2 separate regions of the Mus musculus genome follow, and region 2 is linked to region 1. The links are chromatin contacts, called in public promoter capture Hi-C maps. All regions are on one chromosome and are shown on one strand. The core of a region is the stretch at or near the end of the contact, and the rest is flanking DNA. Distances in the headings are between cores, read along the strand shown.

Region 1 (6,547 bases), core at 1,515-4,014:
CAATCCCGAGAGTGAGCGAACTGGTGAGCAGATGCCAGGACTGTGCAAGGAGTGGCTGCTTTTTGGGGTGGAGAATGTTCTAGATGGCGCTAAAGGTTGTGTGACTGAGCATGAGGGGAACCAATGGCTTCTACAGTTGTTGAGCTTTTTGAGGCACAAGGCTGGAGAGATGGCTCAGTGACTCACTGGTTAAGAGCCCTGGTTGCTCCTGCAGACATGGTGGCTATCGACTGTCTGCAGCTACAGTCCCAAGGCGGTCCAGTGCCATTTCTGGCCTCCATGGGAGGTGCATGCATGATACAGACATACATGCAAGCAAAACACCCATAAAACAAAAAATAAAAACCCTAAAAACTTTAACAAAAAGACTTCACTTTGTGGCCTGTGCCAGGCTTTGAACTCATTCCTGTCTTACCTCAGTCTTCCAAATACTAGGAGTGCTACCAATTTATAGGTAGGAGCCACCATGCCTGATCTGAATGAACAAACCATGCAGCCCTATATTCTACCTCAGAGAAACCCACAGGGAGAGCAAGGCCACACTGGGAAAAAGGAAAATGGTCCCAGAAGAGCAGGCCTTCAAAGATGCTGGCGTGGCCAGAGGAAGGCACTCCTTCTCTAAGAAGGCGAGGAGGTCTCAAGTCTACGCGGTGACTCTCCCCAAGAGGAAGTAGAACGAAACGTGGGGCTCTTGGCCTAGTTTCCAGACCACACTTCTCCCACAGAGAGTTCCTGCCTGCATCTACAGAGGCTGGTGTAGGGCAGCTTCTCCACCATGTGACACAACTGAGGGCGTGAATGTGGGAGAGAACACCCATTGCATTGCCCCTTCCTGTGTTCTTCCACCCTCAAGGCAGCCAGTTCCCTCAGGCAAAGTTGCTTTGTGAAGTCTCAAGACTGCTCCTCTGTGGCCTTGGGATACAGCCTGGAGCACACCTCTACAGTGGCCTTGGGATAGTTCCTGGAGCACACCTCCACAGTGGCGCCACTGGCAGGCCTCCTGCCTGTATCTGCAGCCACAAAGTCTCCCCACTTCCTCTCCTTCTCTTGTCCGGGTAGCAGTGCAGCAACTCTGTAGGGAGGGTTCTACTCACAAAAAACCTCAAGAAGGAAACAGCTTCTGGTCAGGAGGTGAAGACAGAGGGATCAGTGACATTTTAAAAGGTGATGTGAAAACTTAACCCTCACACTTATTTTAAACAAGGGCTACACCCAACAGACACTGCGAATTAAAGGTAGGACTGAACAGCTGGGGAAACGGAACTGGCAAAGAAAGCAGGGCCACCTTCCCAAGGTGACGCTGTCCAGATAAAAGCCTGCAGAGGGAGCAATGGGAACAGGTTTACAGGTTTAAAGGTGCTTTTCAATCCCGTGTTCTACCTTTCTAAGAGGACAACACATACTGATTGGTGAATAGTAGCAAACTGAAGAATGCAGCAGTGGCCTGTGTGCACCGAGTGAAGGGATTGTAAAAAAAAAAAAAAAAAAAAAAAGACAACACTTCACAGAACACACCGTAAAACACCCACTTGTGCGTGCATACAAAAAAATGGGTCCTGATCCAAGGCTTCCTGCTAGAATATCACAGGAGCATTAGGCTGAGCAGGAGCTAGCTGTGCTCTTCCAAGACAACCTAGCAGAGCTCTCCAGAGGGATCCAGTCTTCGGTTCAGCCTGACACAGGGGGCAGGGAAAGTCAAGGCAGCCCTGGATGGAGACAAGGTCTCTGCCACCTCCCTGTATGACTCGCAGGCACACGCCTACCCAAGCGGCTCCAGTTCCCTCTGCATTAGAGCCTCCAAAATCAGCTGCCTCTGTTTGCAAAATGCCTCCCACCAATCTGGGTGCACCTTGTCCTGCCCCAAGCAGAGGGGCTGTCTGCTGACAAGTCCTCCTCCTGCCCGTTCTCTATCGGCTAATCTCAAGAGCTGTACTGTGGGGAGGTCATGGAGCAGACGTTCTATCTTGGCTCCCTCCCAACCAGGCTGGGGTTGTGAAGGCCCTGAGCACCGCTCCCTCCCGCGCAGAGTCACATCCTCAAGTTTCTGCTCCTGAAACACGGGAGGAGGAGCCGCTAGATTGGGGGTGGGGGGTGTCTTGGCTCAGCTGGGCACCTAACGAAGTGCTTGATGTCTGGGTCCCTTTAGGCCCCGCTACCTGGAAGCTTCCTGTTCAGAATAGGCCAAGTCCTTCAAAACAAAACACCAGGCTCCAAACGCGTCCCTCTCCTAACTTTAGGGAAACTCATTTCCTTGACAGTCAACACGAGTAGACATGGGGTGGAACAGAGTGGGTTGCAGAAGCCACAAGTCGTTTATTTACAACGGCCCGCTCACCCGATCTCTGCAAGCCCGGACCCCCGCGCTCGGCGCAGCGGCCGCGTCCACCGCCCTCGAAGCAGCCGGCGGCCGTTGGCAACGCGCGGGGCCGGGGCGGGTGCAGGGCGCGCGCGCGGCCGGCGGGCAGGGGCTGCTTTCCCCACGTCTCCTTTCGGCCGCCAGCCACGACCCCGGCCCGGACCCCCCTCCCGCGGGCTCCCGGCGCGCGCTCTCACGTGTGGCCGCAGCTGCCGATGGCCACTGGCCGATGGTACACCTCCAGGCAGATGGGACAGCTGAACTGCGCCTCCAGGCCGCTGTCGCCGCCCGCGGGCCCAGCCGGCGGCTGCCGCTGCTGCGCCGAGGCCACCAGGCTGCGGAACATCGCCATCCCCGGGGCAGGCCGCCGCCGCCGCCCCCTATCCAGGCCGGCAGACCCGGCGTCACTGCCGCGACGGCGCCGCGCTGGCGTCACCGCCCAGGCCCCACCTCCCCGGGTTGCGTCACGACAGCGCCCGCTCGGCGGTGACGGCATCTCAGCGCGCCGGCATCTCAGCGCGCCGGCTCCTCACGCCACTCCGCAGTCGGGACCCACCCCTCCATGTGTCAGGCCGGTGAGGATTACGCGGGGCCGGCGCGGCGGGAGCCTCCGCCCGTGCCGCGGCCAAGGTAAGAACCTTCTACCACCAGGCCGGGGACAGTCCCCTTCGGTTCCCCACCAACCGGAATTCCGGGACTGCTGTGAGTCGGCGGCTAGAACTAAACCTAGGCCCTGGCGCGTGAGCCTGGCGCTTCCTCCGCCAGCTCGGGCCGGGAAGCGCGACCCTGACTCCCCCAAGCCCGCCATGGTGCGAGAATTCTGCCACATATGTTCTTGTTCTCTCAAAGCCGGGAGCAGAAATGTGTGAAGTGCGCAGAAGGCCTGCCGGTGGTGGTGATACGAGCGGGAGATGCCTTCTGCAGGTGAGATCTGGGCAGCCGTCCCCACCCCACCCCACCCCCACCCCCGCACGCCCCTTTTCCAGGCTTGCTTGTTTTCTTGTAAAGGCGCGGTAACTTGTAAGTGCTTAGCCCTAACCGTAAATAGTGGTGGGAACCACTGGTGACGACCCTTGTCATCTAAACTAGGCACACCCGTCAATTCAACACTTCAGAGTCCATGACAGGAGAATTACCTCCGATCTGAGGCCAGCTTGGGCTGCAGAGATGACCCTGTCAAACAAAATCCCACAGTCTCCTGCGCAGGTGCAGCCAGCCTCCCTTTGCTTCTGTGTTACAGGGTTTGTTTCAAGGCATTCTACGTTCACAAATTCAGAGCCATGCTTGGGAAGAACCGGGTCATCTTTCCTGGGGAGAAGGTACGATGTGTGGTGCCTGGGCGCTCGGCTGTCAGCCCTGCTGTCTTCCGTTTATGTTCGTTTCTTCAGCTGGCCTACTGTCCCTGGACATTGAGGGTAGACTTGGTGTCTGGGGCTGTCCAAGAAGTGGACAAGACATGCTCATATTGCGGATGCATGCCTCCGTGCTGATGCTGCCCTTCCCACCCCCAGGTGCTCCTGTCCTGGTCTGGGGGCCCTTCGTCCAGCTCCATGGTCTGGCAAGTGCTTGAGGTACATCTACACCATCTTCTGGGCGTAAGCTTCTGGATTGAATTAGCAGGGGCCTCCTTCCTCAGCCTATACTATGGAAGTTTTTGGTTAACACTAGACAGTACCCCACCCCACCCCAACTGGGACACCTTTAGGATGTCCCATATATATTCAGCAGGTGTGCAGTCCAGACACATGCCCTACACAGGGTCCCAGGCTACATCCCTATTGAGCTTTATTTGTTAGGACACAGTTTCAAAGATTGGCCAATCATGACAAAGAGCAGAGAGAAGCATTTGCCAAAAACAACGGGAGAAGCAGCATAGGTAGAAGGGAGTGGGGCAGATGGAACGGGACTCAAGCTAAGAGTGTCTGAACCTGCAGAGGTATACAGGGTTTCCTTGAGGGACCCCATGCAGAGCAGGGAACTACATGCTCTCTCACTGTAGGGTACCAGCTAGAGGGGCCAGTGTAGAGGCTGTCTTGGTAGGGGAGGTCTCAGTGGCGGTGCTGCTCCAGTGTGAATGACCTGTGTCGTACTTGAGTGGCTTTTGTGTCACCTGCTGGTCCCCCAGACCTACACATGTGAAGGTGAGAGCTCACTGTGAAGCCGTCAGTGTCTGATACCGCTTCTCATGGGAGACTCCGCCCCTGCTCTCCACGTATTGTCACCTCAGTTCTTACATTTCAAAACACTTTCTGGGGATTCTGGGGAACCCAGCAGATGGTAAAAGCGTTCCCCATGGCTCAGCCGCTGTCTCAGGTTGCTTAGGTGTCAGAGACAGGCTGGGGGTTGGGGAGAGTTCTGAAGTTTCTGATTCAGATAGGACATGCCCTCATGCAGGAGGGAAGACTTGGCCCCACACACCCCTGTGAGGAGGAAGGCCTAGGCAGTTTGGTCCACTGACTGGAGCATACTTCCAGAGAAGTGCTTTTGGCCAGAGCTGAGTCCTGACACTTCCCTTCTAGGGCCTGAGTCAGGATTCTGCGAAACGGCTGCGCTTTGTGCCAGGAGTCATCTATGTTGATGGTATGTGTGGTCACTCCTCTTCCTAGTCCCCAGCCATGCATGAGCCCCACAGGCTTTCCAGGGGACAGACTGGGGACAGAGGTGCCTTCCAATTGTATCGAAGGGCCCATGGTTGAAGAAGGTGAGCTTAGAGCTGTCTTTGGGACAGAAAGACTAGCCAGTTTCTTTAGCTGTGAGGGGAGCCTGTCTGAAAGCACCCCAAAGAAAAGGGGAGCCTGTCTGAAAGCACCCCAAAGAAAAGGGGAGCCTGTCTGAAAGCACCCCAAAGAAAAGGGGAGCCTGTCTGAAAGCACCCCAAAGAAAAGGCCAGTCCTGCTCTTACAGAACAGACCTGGTGGGACTTTTGTATGTGACACTGATGCCCCCCCCCCAGCCTGTCCCATCAGGCTCTTCCTCTGTAAAACCTACATGTGTCCCCCTGGGTTTCACAGAGGGCGCAGCCTGTGGTCAGAGCTTGGAGGACAGACAGAAGACGGTGGCTGAGGTGAAGCGGATCCTGGAGAACACTGGTTTCCCATGGCATGTGGTTGCCTTAGAAGAGGTAGGTGGGTCTGCCCCTGTAAAGGGTCCTGTGGTGGCCTTGGAGGGAGAATACCCATCAGGCTCCATGGACCTTGGACTCAGTGTCCCTTCTTTCATCTTTCAAGGTGTTCAGCTTGCCCCCATCAGTGCTATGCTGCACTTCCCAGGAGTCAGCAGGGACAGAGGAGGCCTACAAGGCTGCCGTGGACCGCTTCCTGCAGCAGCAGCAGCAGCAGCAGCAGCGTGTGCTGGGAGCTGAGGCCGGTGCCAGCCCAGCTCAGGGAGAGGCTCGGCTGCATCCATCCCACGGCCGGGAACCCTCAGGCACGGCCGGGTACCCCACAGCTGCTCAGACAGAGGCCTTGTCTAGGTTGTTCAGCTCCATAAAGACACTGACAGCCAAAGAGGAGCTTCTGCAGACCCTGAGGTGAGCACACTGCCTCAGGCCAGCCCTGCCTGGCTTGTGGGAGGGGCTCCGGCTCCAGCTCCCATGATTCTCCCCATCCCAGGACCCATCTGATTGTGCACATAGCCCGAGTCCATGGCTATTGCAAGGTAATGACAGGGGAGACCTGCACCCGCCTGGCCATCAAGCTTATGACCAACCTGGCCCTGGGGAGAGGCGCCTTCCTCGCCTGGGACACGGTATGCAGGGTCTAGAGGCCAGGCTGTCCTTTGACTCTTTGGCCTCCTCCATTTGAAGGCACCTTTGGGTTATCCTGGGGTCTTCCAAATGGAGAGGCCTGGGACCCAAGCATAGATGGCGGTGGCAGTAGGAGCCCGTACTGCTGGGATTTGCTCCATATGGTGTCTGCTCCCTAGGGCTTCTCAGATGAGCGACACGGGGATGTGGTGTTGGTGAGGCCCATGCGGGACCACACGCTGAAGGAAGTGGCCTTCTACAACCACCTGTTTAGAGTCCCCTCAGTCTTCACACCAGCCATCGATACCAAGGTGGGCCTTCAGAGGAGGATGGCGTGGGCTGGTTGGGGGCAGCCTCTCCACATAGAGTCAGAAATCCCCAGTGTATCATCAGGGCCTCAAATCTTCACCTGACACCTTCAGCCCTTCCTCCCCTAGGGCTGGCCT
Region 2 (6,547 bases), core at 2,216-4,715, 1.5 Mb after region 1:
TCTCCAAAAAGGCAACATTTCCTAATCCTTTCCCAAACAATTTCATCAAGGGACCAAACATAAGCGCCATGCTGGCTGGGTATGGTTCATCTTGCGATGCACACTTTCACACACCAGGAGCCGGGCAACCCTGGTGTACATAGTTGAGCCCCAGTACAGCCAAGGCAATGTAAACAACATAACAAAAAAACACTCACAAACCACAAGTTAGTCTATGGGGGCCATCACCATTCAAAACACTACGTATATAAAAGTTCACTGACATGCATAGCAGTATAAATACCAAATGTGGTACAATTGTGCTCCAACTATTTATACACATCTTAAAACCAGTGTCCATTAAACCACTATAGATTATCAAATTCTATTTTTTGGTCTGGGTATTGTGGCACATTTTTAACCCGAGCACTTAGGAGACCAGACAGGAAAGTTGCATGTAAGTCCCAGGCCAGCCGTGGATAACAGGAGACCATGGATCAAAAGAAGTCCAAATGGACATATAACTGACTTTCCAAAGCATTTTGTCTTCCTACTAGGTCACCACAGACAACACAGGTTTTTTGGAGAGAGGTGGAAGTGGGGGTGGGCAACAGGGATTAAGCCTAAGGCCTTCTTCCCATGCAGGCGAGCTCTCTACCACCAAGCTACCCTCAGTCCTCACAGCACTTCATCCTTTCCAAATCCCGATCTACTCTCTCTGCTGCAAGTCTCAGTCCAAGCTATTGATGAGCTCATTTTCATTCACCCCTTACAGTATTTTTTTGTTGTTTTTCCCCCCAGTCAGAGTTTTTGCTATGTAGTCCATGATAACCTAAATTCTGTTCCTAGCCAGCCTGACCTTGAACTTTCCATCTCCATCCCCTTGTCATGGCCGGTTGCAGTAGGTCAACAAGAACAAGCCTCCATTTCCACATTAGTTTGTATTTTATGTGCGATCTGTACAGTGTTCTCTGAGACATGATCCCAGTACTCCTCAGTGAACATTAATTCTTGTTGTTTTGTTTATATAACTGATTTGGTGAGACTGAATAAAAGCTCCAACCCAGCACCAGTGGCTTGCTCCAGCCTGGCATGCCCTCTTGAAGACCATCTTGGTGTTGGAGCAACAACTAAGGCTGCCTTGGAGCAGAGACCACAACATGGGATAACATTCTCCAATCACAGAGAGACTTCTCAGAGAAACCTGCTTTGTAACCTGGTACATGACACACACCAAAACATGGTTTTTAGGAAATACTGTCTAGAACGACCTGTACCTTCATGTTTTGTTTTAATGTTCTCTTAGCTTTGAAATTCAGATTAAAAATTTCTGTACTAAGCTAGAAGCTGTACAGAAGCAGGGATGCCTCTCTACTGCGACCCAGCCCCACTCCATTCCAGGCCTTCCTCCCAAAAAGCCAATGTGATGCATCAGTTTAAAACTCACTGCTTTCACTGGAGGAAACCCAGTGAAAAAACCCATCATGTCGTTTCGAGGTTTCGAGGTTTCGCTGGAATGCTGCTTACCCACTTCCATTTTCACTTTACTGAGGCTCCCTCACCTTTTAGCAGGCTTTGGCCAAGCCCTCTCCTAAGGAGGCACCCTTACAAATGCTCACCTGGTGTGAACAAACCTTGATGCTCTCTCTGTCTGGCTATCTCTTCCTCAAATGGCTTCCTGGTCTTTGCCCTTCTACTCCCAGAGCCTGGAACACCATCCCAGTCCTACACTACCATTGATACCTAATGTTTACTTAACATTCCGCTGCTGAGTAAGACGCCATCTTAAGTACTTCCCACAGACTATCTGCTTTTACTCTATTAGGCAGGTAAACGCTTCAGGTGGGACGCTGAAGCCTGTAGTTATCAGACAACTTGCCCAAAGTCACGCAGTTCCTGAATGGGAGGGAACGCAGTCTCGTGGACAGTGTCTGAGCCTGCACCCTATGCTCCACTGATCCCATACGGGACTGCAGGGGAGCACTGGGCCAACCGCTCACTGATGCTTATGTCAACGAGAGCCTGCAAGTTAATCAGCTAACATGCTGATTGGCTACGTGGAAGGCTGGAACCGTGACTTCAAGTAGTGTTCAATGAGCAGCGCTGGCGTCACACAAGGTCAAGCTAAAACAAGTCAGAAAAGAAGCAAAGCCCCTTCTTTTGTCCCCAGATGTTGTTCATAGATTGTGACAGAGTAACAAAAAGAATAACCAGTTACTAAGTAGTCAGAAGAGGTTTTTGCCTCTCTTCAGTGACAGAAGTACACACAAATCTCACAGTTGGAAGACTGTCCCAAAACACACGAACCAAATTTATTTATTACTGATGGCAAATACTGAAGGCACAAACTGACATTTTGGGTTTTCTGATTTAATATTCGCTTTATAGTTCATAAAACAAGGCTCTCATATGTGTATGTGTGTGTGTATGCACGTGTATTTAGACCAAGTCTCACTCTGTGGTTTAGACTGGTGCAGAACTCACTTCGTACACCAGGATGGCCAACAATTCGCAGCAATCTTTCTGCCTCAGCCTACAGAGTGTGGGGATTACGGAGTGCGCCACCACTACCAGCAGAGTCTGGGCTTAAATTACCCTCCCATTTTACAGGAGAAGAAACCGAGGCAGCAAGCTCGCCTGCTACACGGCTTGCAACTCTAAGTCTCTGCGGTCACCAACTCCATCCGTGACACTCAGCCCCAGGTTACAGCCAAAAAGTCTGTAACCTGGAGAAAGGCAGACTCCCTTCCTACTTCACTTTCTAATAGGGCGGGTCGGACTGGACGGGACTCCCGGCAGAGCCCCGAGGCTATCCTCCACCTGCCGGTCCCGGCGAAGGGGAAAACTCACCTCTCGACGCCGGAGCCACAGCGCCTGCGAGGTCCGCGGGGCCGCGTCTCCCCGCGGCAGCCGCGAGCCCTCCGTCCGCTGCCCACTTCCGCCGAGCGCCCTCGTGAGCTCGCAGTTGGCTCCGCGCGAGGGCGCCCGGCGGGGCCGCGGGGTCTCCGGGCGCGTGCAGCCGGGGCCGCCACGTGCGGGGTCGCTCGGACCCGCGCGCGCGCGAGCAGGGCCGGGACTGCGCAGGGGCGGGCGCGCGCGCGCGCGCTCTCCCGCCCGAGGCCCCTCCCCCGCGTCCCCTCCCCCCCCCCGCCCTGTCCCGCGCCCCGCCCGCACTCACTGAACATCCCAGGCGGCTCCCGCTGCCCCGCCGCCGCCCCGGCACCGGCTGCTTCCGTATCGGTTGCCCGCCGTAGGACTCCGTACGACGACCGGCTAGCCGGGTCCCCGCGCCCTACGTCCTCCCGCGCTCGCGGTTCTCGGTGGCCGCCCCATGACCGCCTGACGGAGCGGGCACGCCGGGCTAGGCCGCGGACGCGCGACGCCGCCGCGGCCAGGGCGCGCTCGGCGCTCCTCTAGCGATGTCTGCGTGACGCCCCTCCCCGCCCCGAGCCGTTGGCGTCAACGTCTGCCGGAAGCGCCTCCCTCACATGTGGCTCGCCGCCGTGGAGGTCCCAGGTGAGCGGACGGTTGGAGAGTTTGGGTTTCCTCTGCGCCGAGGCGCCAGTTTGGCGGATGCGGACACCAGTCCTAACAGGAGGGAACCGGCTGGAGAGCCGGGATCGGAGGAGCCTCTGCCCGAGGGAGTTCCCGCTATGGAACCCTGCTTGAGGTTCTGAACTGCTTTACCCCGAACTGAAGGAGCTCCACTTGAGAGAACCTTGATCTGAGGGAGACCCACGTTAGAGAGCACCCCGATCTCCTACACGGAGCTCGGACTCGAGGGAGCCCCGATCCAGGTAGTAGGATTTGAAGGTATCATGATAAACTAGAACCACCACCTCCTCCTCCTCCTCCTCCTCCACCACCACCACCACCACCACCACCACCACCACCACCACCACCAAAACCAAACTTTTTATTTGTATGGGTGTTTTATGTACACCCGCAGAGGATAAAAGAGGGGCGTTCCTCTAGAACTGGAGTGGTGGTTGTGAGCCAAGATGTGGGATATTGGGACTCGAACCTGGGTTCTCTGGAACAGCAGTAAGTAATCCTAACCACGGAGTCATCTTTCCAGCCCCCTAGAACATTGATTCTCAACCTTCCTAATCCTGCAACCCTTTGTTCATGTTGTGGTGACACGCCCCCCCCCCCCCCGCCATGAAGTTATTTTGTTGCTATATTATAATTGCAATTTTCCTACTGTTGGAAGCATAATGTGAATAAATACCTGGTTTGCAATCTTGTGGGCGTGTGACCCGCAGGTGGAAAAACCCTGCCCTAAACCCTTCCCGAGGTAGTCAGAGGGCGAGGACAGGAAGGGAGGCCTCTCAGTTCTGAAGGCCTGTAGTAAGCTTTCCAAAGTGCACAGTCTCTTGCCTCAACACAGCAGCGTGGTGAATGTTCTGTCAGGGTTTAAGCTAAGTTGTTTACCATAATGGAAACAAACTTTATGACTTTTAAAAACTCAAAAGGTTTAGCTGGGTTTCATAGCAAGTGTAGGTTGTTAATGTATCCTTTCCTTTGTTACTTGGGATTTTAAAGATTGTATATGGTTTTTGTCTACTGTAGCTGTGTGTGACGAGTTACTGTTACAGTAGAAGTAAGAGCATTTTTATTGAAATTAATGCCTGAATTCTGTTTCTTTCTCTCTTTGCTCCTTTTGTCTGACATTCATGAGGATCCTGGGGAGAAGATGCAGAATTCCCTGGAAATTGACTTACAGATCGTTGTGGGTGCTAGGAACTGGACTCGGGCTCTCTACAGGAGTCACAAGTGTTCTTTACTGCTGAGCCGTTTCCTCAGCCACATCACCTAATTTCTTTTTCACTTCAAGAAGCATTATTTTCTTCAAGTACTGTATTGCTTGCTTTTTTGCTTATTTAATAGTGCTACTCCTGTTACACAACACAGTTTTGAAGCTGTGCTAAACCATCTCTTTCGATCTTAAATCATGAATGGTGACTGTCATCCTGTGAGTGATTTACACACTTTGATTTCTCCTTATTGAATTCCTGTATTCTCTAAGTGTGATCACAGCAGGAGTACTTATAATCTATTGTCTACCTGCTTTTGATGAAAGCCAGTTTCAAATTAACTATATATTTGACACAACATCTTACCATGTATCCTAGGCTGGCCTCTGCTTCCTAATTGTACCCAATAAGGTATATAGGGAGGGGTTGGAGAGGTGGCTCAAAGTTAGGAGTACAGCTGCTCTCAGAGAGGACCTGGGCTCAGTTCCCAGTACCTCCATGGCGCCTAACTCATGACTATCTGTACTCTAGTCTCCAAGACTCTAATGCCCTCTTTGACCTTCTTGGACTCCTGAGTGCATATACTCAGGCACATATACATAAAAAATTTTCTTTTTAAAAGATACTGTCCATTTTCTGGTGTCTGTTCAGTTAGGCCTTATTATAATACTATTTTCCTTTTTTAATTGTAGAAGACGTGTAGCAATGGCTGCTGTTTATTCTGGTATTTCCTTTAAACTTAAAAGCAAGACAACTTCCTGGGAAGATAAACTAAAATTAGCTCACTTTGCTTGGATTTCCCATCAGTGCTTTCTACCAAATAAAGAACAAGTAAGTTTAACGTAGAACTTGTACGTTTTATGATCTAAAATAATTTCATGTACAGCTTGGATATTAACATTTAAAAGATTAGAAGACATGTTGGGGAGAAAACTTGATTTGCAGTCACTGTCAGTGAAGAAGCAGTGGGGCTTTTGGATTGCTAGGCGGGAAGTTGAGAAGTTGGAAAGTGCTAGTCTGAGGGCAAGCTAGAAGCAGGTAGGTACCAGTTATGATGTTCTATTGGGATTTCTTAAGTTGCTGTGGCTAAAAAGTAGGCAGTGCAGCTGTGGTAGGATGACAAGCTCATGGAATAGGGCTGGCCTCCATCCAGTGCTGGTATCAGACTGTATTATAATTGTGAGAGAAGTGACGAGGTGTGGTTTGCAGAACAGTTAGCTTACCTGTCAGTGTCCACACCTACTACGTGTTTGAGTCATCTTGACAGCTAGGCAGTTCCTTGGTCAGCGCTGCACAACATGAAACAAAAGGGTAATCCTGGTAGGCTTGAGCGAGAGCCCAGCTCGTCTGTCACACCTACGGACAGTGCTGCAGAGTAGAAGTGAGCAAGGGCAACTCAGTCCAGTGTTTGTCCAGCACACCTGAGGCCCTGGCTTTCTTATCGTCAGCATCACCACCACCATCTTCACGATCTCACACATATGGCACACACAGAAGACTCATACACACAGCTCTGCGAGCTGAAGCATCACCTTTTCTCAGTGTATTGTGCTTGAGAAAACACTGTTACAGGAATGGAAACTGCATGTGTCCAAAGCCCTTTTCTCCCATAGACACTTGTGCATCCGTTCCCCTTGGCTGTGTTTCCTGAATGAGGGAGACTTAGAAGTTACTTGTCTTGGGAAAATGAGCACACATGTCCGAATGTTCTGATTCTCATTCCTTTTTTTCTTTAATTATCCCTCATTGCCATTTGATTTGCATATATGATTGCTTCTGTGGACATTGTGGATATTTATGTGTTTCTCTTA

What was found. Promoter capture Hi-C pulls out the DNA fragments that hold promoters and counts their contacts.
Region 2: a promoter capture Hi-C map of liver shows a contact between it and region 1, with 5 times the contacts expected there. The contact joins the promoter of Urb2 here to the promoter of Rnf166 in region 1. A contact is called at or near these places in 2 of 39 promoter capture datasets (embryonic stem cells and liver).

Annotation. Positions count from the first base shown.
Region 1 is chr8:122,473,310-122,479,856 of GRCm38.p6, forward strand. It overlaps Rnf166 (ring finger protein 166), which reads right to left and starts at 2,765. Exons shown (of 6, transcript NM_001033142.3): 1 at 2,554-2,765. The coding sequence starts at 2,708. Ctu2 (cytosolic thiouridylase subunit 2) reads left to right here and starts at 2,834. Exons shown (of 15, transcript NM_153775.2): 1 at 2,834-2,986; 2 at 3,206-3,280; 3 at 3,597-3,675; 4 at 3,868-3,927; 5 at 4,876-4,936; 6 at 5,368-5,477; 7 at 5,584-5,885; 8 at 5,968-6,103; 9 at 6,281-6,412. The coding sequence starts at 2,919.
Region 2 is chr8:124,018,032-124,024,578 of GRCm38.p6, forward strand. Urb2 (URB2 ribosome biogenesis 2 homolog (S. cerevisiae)) reads left to right here and starts at 3,466. Exons shown (of 10, transcript NM_001368414.1): 1 at 3,466-3,495; 2 at 5,429-5,567. The coding sequence starts at 5,442. Taf5l (TATA-box binding protein associated factor 5 like) reads right to left here and starts at 3,366. Exons shown (of 5, transcript NM_133966.3): 1 at 3,158-3,366. Mir1967 (microRNA 1967) reads left to right here and starts at 4,610; the gene lies at 4,610-4,691.